2 separate regions of the Rattus norvegicus genome follow, and region 1 is linked to region 2. Evidence: chromatin contacts called from public Hi-C data. All regions are on one chromosome and are shown on one strand. Each heading gives the region's core, a stretch centred on a gene start, on an enhancer-like site or on the middle of the called end of the contact. The rest is flanking DNA. Distances are from core to core; before and after follow the strand shown. Region 1 has its middle 11 kb from the start of Lrrc20. Region 2 overlaps Nodal (nodal growth differentiation factor).

What was found. A called contact is a pair of places that touch in the nucleus more often than the background predicts.
Region 1: a contact with region 2 is called in a Hi-C map of liver, with 2.2 times the contacts expected there. The contact joins two enhancer-like sites. A contact is called at or near these places in 2 of 12 Hi-C or Micro-C datasets (liver and mammary epithelial cells).

Annotation. Positions count from the first base shown.
Region 1 is chr20:29,953,025-29,956,850 of GRCr8, reverse strand. It overlaps the pseudogene Csrp2-ps1. Among named protein-coding and RNA genes, the nearest start is that of Lrrc20, 11 kb to the left of the region's middle. Within about 2 kb of position 1,905, at least 34 of the 93 cell types and tissues checked have an H3K27ac peak or open chromatin away from gene starts, as enhancers often do. A contact at or near this core is called in liver, where this site is marked.
Region 2 is chr20:29,917,420-29,921,328 of GRCr8, reverse strand. Nodal (nodal growth differentiation factor) reads right to left here. Exons shown (of 3, transcript NM_001106394.1): 2 at 3,225-3,909; 3 at 1,670-2,505. The coding sequence ends at 2,353. Among named protein-coding and RNA genes, the nearest start is that of Nodal, 8.1 kb to the right of the region's middle. Within about 2 kb of position 1,733, at least 40 of the 93 cell types and tissues checked have an H3K27ac peak or open chromatin away from gene starts, as enhancers often do. A contact at or near this core is called in liver, where this site is marked.

The sequences.
Region 1 (3,826 bases), core at 656-3,155, 35 kb before region 2:
GCTGAATCAAGCTTCTTTATGAATACAGGACTCAGAGTCAAGCGCCTCACGACTTGGTTCCAGCCACACATACACCTCCATCAAACTCGGAGCCCTGCACGTGCTGTGGAAGTGCAGACGCACTGCAGAAGTGCTCTCCCACTAAACTTGTTTCATGATTTTTCTGAGAAAACACTAATAACAAAACAAAAAAAAAACCTAAACAAACAAAAACAAAAAAACCCATTTGTTCAGCGGGGCTTGGTGACTCACACCTAAAATTCCAGTGCTGGAGAAGCTGAGATAGGACTGAATTTCCAGGACACCTGTGCTATATAGTAAGACCCTGTCTCAAAAGACAAACAAACAAACAGCAAAACATTTGACACAGTCACAGTGGTGTATCTCTGAAATTCTAGCACTGAGGTGGTGGAGGCAGGAGGATGAGGAGTTAAGGGCCAATCTCAATTACAGAGTGAGTTAGAAGCTAGACTGGGCTACATGAGATAGAGATAGATAGATAGATAGATAGATAGATAGATAGATAGATAGATAGATAGATAGATAGATAGATAGATAGATAGAGAGTTAGTTCTATTTCTAAATGAGGAAGGTACAGGCCAAAGAAATATTCTTTTTAAAGATTTATTTATTTATTATATATAAGTACACTGTAGCTGTCTTCAGACACACCAGAAGAGGGCATCGGATCTCTTTACAGATGGTTGTGAGCCACCATGTGGTTGCTGGGAATTGAACTCAGGACCTCTGGAAGAGTAGTCAGGTGCTCTTAACCGCTGAGCCATCTCCCCAGCCCTTTTTTTTTTTTTTTTTTAGAAATATTCTCACAGCTCAAACTTGGTGACTGAATACATTTATCCAGGTGGCGTGCAGGATCATGGGCGATTCAGAGTAGCTATTTGTCTGAAACTCCAAACCCTGCCTCCCAAACTCCCTTAATTTATGGGGCACAAAGACTACCGCAGAATTCAGGCAAACCTGGTTCAGAGCGCCCCCTAGTGGAGTTATCAGAGATGACTCCAAATACAGACAGATACAGATACAGATACAGATACAGATACAGATACAGACACAGACACAGACACAGACACAGACACAGACACAGACACAGACACAGACACAGACACAGACACAGACACAGACACAGACACAGACACAGACACAGACACAGATACAGATACAGACACAGACACAGATACAGATACAGATACAGATACAGATACAGTGTGAAGTGTTCTTTGTGTGAACACCCAGTCATTGCCCTTTTTGGGGGATGGGGCTAGAGGGGGTGTCCTGCAGTGAGAAGGGCAACCCGTTTTCTGCAGAATGGCACATAGAACAGCCAAGTGATGTCCTACTCCAGGCAGAAGGTTACTGCCATTACTGCTACAGTGCGGCGACTCTATTCAATTAGCAGCCACCATCTTCCAAGCTAGTGGCCAGGGAGGCTTGGACTGAAGACAAACCTGGGACCACAGCATTTTCTAGGTAAGTGCTCTGCTCCTGCATGTGATATGACTTTTCTAGGGAACATACAAAGGAAACATCTATGCACCCCAATAAGCGGAGGATAGACTGAACATAGGAGAAGCGGAAAGTAACTTAAGGTCAGCAATGGCCTCCTGCACTTTTGCTGTTATTTAGTACGAAGTCTGAGGCACCGCCCACTGCGGGTGCGTCACCAGGAGGCGGGATCCTGAGATTCACCTTGAGGTTTGTTTGCCACAAAGGGACAACCAAGCAAAGAGAGTAGCACGTGCAAAGGCCCCAGGACAGCATGACTATCAGACCAACAGGAGAAGTCGAGTGAGAACAGGGTGGACTCTAGTGGTGACTGTAGAGAGAGGAGGGCTTTTTGCCGGCATGCCTGTCATACGCATGCAGTGCCCACGGGAGCCAGAAGAGGGCACCAGATCCTCTGACATTAATAGTCGTGACTGGCTCCGGATTCGCCCGCGGCTTTCCTCTGTCTGGATCTCGCTAGTTCCTCCCGCCGCGTGCTCCGGCCTCCCGCTCGGAATGCCTGTCTGGGGCAGTGGAAATAAGTGCGGGGCCTGCGGGAGAACGGTGTACCATGCTGAAGAGGTGCAGTGTGACGGGCGGAGCTTCCACCGGTGCTGCTTTCTGTGCATGGTTTGCAGGAAATATTTAGACAGCACAACAGTGGCAATTCATGATGAAGAGATCTACTGCAAATCATGCTACGGAAAGAAGTATGGACCAAAAGGCTATGGTTATGGCCAGGGCGCTGGCACGCTCAACATGGGCCGTCGTGAGAAGCTGGGTATCAAGCCAGAGAGTGCTCAACCTCACAGGCCTACAACAAACCCAAACACTTCTAAATTTGCCCAGAAATATGGAGGTGCTGAGAAGTGTTCCAGGTGTGGGGATTCTGTGTATGCTGCTGAGAAGATCATTAGAGCTGGAAAGCCCTGGCACAAAAACTTTCCGATGTGCCAAGTGTGGGAAGAGTCTGGAGTCTACAACTCTGACTGAGAAGGAAGGTGAAATCTACTGTAAAGGGTGCTACTCAAAGAACTTTGGGCCCAAGGGATTCGGCTATGGTCAAGGAGCAGGGGCCCTTGTTCATGCTCAGTAGCGGGGTAAACCCAGTAAGCATGACAAAGAATCTCCATTACCAAAACATGGATGGCCTTACAGCGCTCACTACTGTGCATCGGCCAGCACTCAGCACTGTATATCACACTCTATGTGCACAACCGGGCTGGACAGGAAGCACTGTACTCTCCTGCTGGTTCACTAGCATTTAAGAGCGTTCTTTTGGGGGTTGGGGATTTAGCTCAATGGTAGAGCGCTTGCCTAGCAAGCGCAAGGCCCTGGGTTTGGTCCCCAGCTCCGAAAAAAAAAAAAAAAGAAGAGAAAAAAAAAGCGTTCTTTTACATTTGGAATAAAATTTTGGTTTGATTTGAAAAAAAAACAAACAAAACAAACAAACAAACAAACAAAAAACCAGTCGTGACTGATCAAAATCAAACCTGGATCTTTGATCAAAATCAAACCTGGGGCTGGAGAGGTGGCTCAGAGGTTGAGAGCAGTACCTGCTCTTCCAGAGGTCCTGAGTTTGATTCCCAGCAACCACATGGTGGCTCACGGCCATCTGTGATGGGATCTGATGCCCTCTTCTGGTGTGTCTGAAACAGCTACAGTGTACTCATATACATTAAATAAATAAATCTTAAAAAAAAAAAAATCGGGGTTGGGGATTTAGCTCAGTGGTTGAGCGCTTGCCTAGGAAGCGCAAGGCCCTGGGTTCCGTCCCCAACTCCGGAAAAAAAAAGAACCCAAAAAAAAAAAAAAAAAATATCGGGCTGGAGAGATGGCTCAGTGGTTAAGAGCACCGACTGTTCTTCCAGAGGTCCTGAGTTCAAATCCCAGCAACCACATGGTGGCTCACAACCATCTGTGATAGGATCTGATGCCCTCTTCTGCTGTGTCTGAAGACAGCTACAGTGTACTCATATACAAAATAAATAAATAAATCTTTAAAAAAAAAAATCAAACCTGGGTCTTGGGTGTGATCAGTAAGTAAGTATTAAGTACTGAGCCATTTCTCCAGCACCCAAAGGGGCTTCTCATCGATTCCCAGAGAAATGGAAAGCGGTGGAAGAGAGAATGGTAACACAACCCAACATACATGGCCAGTCACTGACACTATAGATAAACGGCCCAGTCCAGAACTGTCCAATAGACATGGGTACAAGGAATTGTCGCCAAGGCTGGTGGGCCCCATAGCCATCTGGGAGCTCCATGTGGATAAGCTTGTTTTAGCACTGAACCCTAAGGCAGGGCTGCAGCCGGCAGGCAC
Region 2 (3,909 bases), core at 484-2,983:
AGCACCAGAAGAGGGCATCAGATCCCATTACACATGGTTGTGAGCCACCATGTGGTTGCTGGGATTTGAACACAAGACCTCAGAGTAGCCAGTGCTCTTAACCTCTCAGCCTCAGCCCCTCCCCCGCTTAAGCAGAGATAAACCAAGGTTATGGTGCAGAGGGTCACAGCTGTGCTTTCTGTCTTCTGGTTCCCATCTGTCTCTGATACTGCCAGACCCATGCACTGCCCTCCAGGAAGGCAAGGCGGTTGTTTCCTTTTGGCTCTGCTTGCAGTTACAAAGTGTCAGACCTTTACCTTAAGAGCAAATAACTGTTGAAGGCCCACCTTCAGATAGGACAGTTCTCAGAGGCAGCCCTCCAGAATGTGCAAGGCCTTCAGCCAAGCCATGGACCAGGTCCAGAACCATTGTTAGGAACTGATACCCAGATAGCCCTGGCCAGGGTCACACAGTGGCGCTACAGCCAGCATGGTGAACGCAATCAGCACTTGCAGGTGGCCACTGTGTCCTCATCCTCCACTTGAGGTAGGGCAGTGCCTTGTCACGGGGGGGGGGGGGGGGGGGGGAAGCTTTGTCCCAAGATTACAGAACAGCCAATTGTAAACACTCCCACAAGCTGGAGCCACAAATAGCCGTGGCCTCTGGCCCGGCCGTCAGGCTGTGTAGGGACTGCAGGCACCTGCTTCCCAAAGCCCTGAGAGGCCACTTCCCTCCAAGAACTTAGACTCTACAGTGGGCCTGAGTCCTGGAAGACAATGCTTTGTCTAAACTAGGTCAGCCTGGTCCTCTAGATGCCATTCAGGTGCCCTGGATCTCTCAACTCTGCTGTGACGCCCACAAGGCCTTCCTGGGGTATCATTTAGGAAAGTAGACAAGTGAAACTCATAAGGCTGTTTTCAAAGTGAAATCATTTGGTGGTAGAGGTGAGTAATCCCAGTACTTGAGAATCAAGGAAGAGAGAATTGCCTAGAATTTGAAGCCAGGCTGAGCTGAAAAGAAAACCCAAGGCAGAACTCTGTGGTGACTGAATCCATTGCTCTGCCCCGTCCGTGTTCTTGCTTTCTCAATCCCAGACTTGGCTGTAGCCAGCCCAGTCTCTGCCCGGACCAGTTTCACTGCCTTGATTTCAGCCAAGGTTGGAACAGAGTGGATGAGCACCCTAGGAAGGAGAGGGGGTGTCCTGTGGACTTGCATTTCCCCTGAAGCAGCTCCCTCACCTTGCCAAAAGAGAGGTACTCGGACATCTCAGTGGGAGAGCTTCCTAGGGTGTGCTGTGTCACCTGCTATGATGCAGAACCTGGACTTAGAACAGGGGTGAGGCTTAACCTTAAACTTTAAGGCACTCAGACGGGAGAAGGCCTAGAAGACAATCCAGTTGAAGGCCCATGGCCCTCCCTTTGATTGTCCTAGAACTCAAGAGGCCTGCTTGCCTCTGCCTCAACTGCTGGGAATAAAGGCGTGCACTACTATGCCTAGCTTTTTCATGCTGAGTTTTAAGCCAGGGTCCTACATATACTAAGCAGGCTCTCCCACTTTTTGTTTTACTAGAAGAGGCTAGGCAGTGAGTTCCCCAAACCCCACACAGCCTCTGCAAAAGCTGTGACCACAACCCCATCCCCCGCTGGAGCGGGAACCTCAGGATCCTAGAAACACATTGTGAGACGGAGGTGAATTGTCACTGACTTTTAATAGACTTGGGTTGTGTCTGCCAAGCAGACATCCGAGGGCTCTGGCTTCTAAAGTCCACCATGGCCAGTCCCCTCTTGGACAAGTGCCCACCTTTCTGGCCAAAGGCACCAGCTGGCCCTGGAGAACTGGACAGTGACTTTATTGTTTAGGCAACTCATTGGAGATCAGAGAGACCCTGACCAAGGCCAGCTTGTCACTGCCAGTCAGCCAGCCAAAAAGTTGTGGGGCTCCCCTAGCCCAGCTTGAAGCAGGGAGAGCGAAATGGCTAGTTTTAATCTAATAAAATTATACTAATCTTGAGGGAGGGACAGCAGGTCACAGACCACTTTTGAGAATACAAAAAAGCTACAGATGGCCTCAAAAATAAATACATATATATATAATATACACTCCAGCCTTTGCACACTTTTAAGCAGTTCATAAACTCTGTTTCCAGGGAGCCCAGCCAGCCCTTGCAAGGCTTCCCAATCCTGCCTTCCCACAGTAGCCTCTGGCTTGTTGGGTCTAAGAGCCCTGTATGCACAGGGGGCGGGGCCTTCTCCTATAGCTCCAGCAGGCAGAGCTCTTCCACTTCTGCTCCCCGGATAGACACAATGGAGTCTCCTTAGAGTTCACCAGCATTGTGGAGGGCAAGCCGATGATTCAGCATTCCTCCTGGCTCTGTCAGAGGCACCCACACTCCTCCACAATCATGTCCTTGTGGTGTTCCAGGAGGACCCTGCCATTGTCCACATAAAGCATGCTCAGTGGCTTGGTCTTCACGGGAGCACAGCATGTAGAAGGAACCCGGTGGGGCTGGTAACGTTTCAGCAGGCTCTGAAAAGGAAGGGGGGGAGGGAGTCAGTTTACACTGGGGCAAAGGCAGAATTACTATTTCTGGCTAAAGTGAAAAATTAGCTTCTGGTACAAAAATAGCAAATTATTTTCATAAACAAATAGAATGCTGCACAGACAACCAGCTCACGAACCCCCACGCCATGCCTGTGGAATGGGCCTCGAAAAAGACAGGTTTCAGCAAATACGCAGCTTAATGTCACCCAGTAATGGTGAGTGGGGAAGCTTGCCTAGTCCAAATTCTGAATGTCGGAGCTGGAGGAGCAGAGGTCCTCTGCTCTATTCCCTCCTCATCATCTAATTATGGGGGACAAGAAAAAGGGAGATGCAGCTCAGTCGTTTGCCTAGCATGTACAAAGTACTGGATTTGATCCCCGGTATTGAAATAACGGGCTGTGGTAGTACATGCCTGTGATCACAGCACTAGGGTTGAGAAAGCAAGAAGATCAGGAGTTCAAAGTGATCCTGGGCCATGTAATATGTGTCTGGGGTCGGGGGGGGGGGGAGGTGTCAGAAAGCGAGGGCGAATGCCCTCTCCCAAGGTAACTCCATGGGAACAGGACTCCGCGCTGTAATAATGCATCGCCACATCCTCACAAGAGCTAGCACAGAGGTGCGTGAATGACTAGACCCAGGTATCTCACAGCAAACCTTGAGCCCCATCCCCTGTCTAGCATCCTGTTCCAAGCCAAGCATCATACCTGGATATAGGCGTGGTTGGTAGGGTGAAACTCCTCCCCCACAGGGTTAGGACACTCGCCCTCACAGCGATAGGCATTGTACTGCTTCGGGTAGATGATCCAGGAGCCCCAGCCAATCAGGTTGAAGTCCACCTGGAACTTGACCCTCCTACATAGTTGGCTTCTGTCTGGCAAATGATGGCGGCGTTGCCTTCTGCCCCATCCACTCCTCTCTACGGACAGCTGTCCCTCCTGGGCCCGCCAGGAGCTCTCCGCTTCCCAGAGCAAAGTGGCGCCCCCCAGCTGCCTCTGCTCCTGAGGCCGGTTGGAGTAAAGCATGAGCACACTGGTACTGGTGACAGGGACAGGCTGGGTGTGGGACTGATGCCAACACTTTCCTGCTTGACTGGACACCTGCTTCTCCAGTGCCCTGGGGTCCTTTAGCCACTTGGAGAGTGGCTTGGTCACCTCTAGGACTGTGCTGTCTGAGGCAAACGTGACCTGAGAAGGAGTGACGGTGATCCTCTCCATCCAAACACGCTCCAGGCAGTCAGCCGGGTCCTGCTCTGGATCCGGCTTGGCCTGGTGGAAAATGTCAATGGTGAGTGGACCCTTGGTGGGGCTGTCCATAGGGCTGAGCAGCTGCAACCGGAGCTCCGCCCATACCAGATCCTCTTCTTGGCTCAAAAAGGAGAAGTCAAACGTG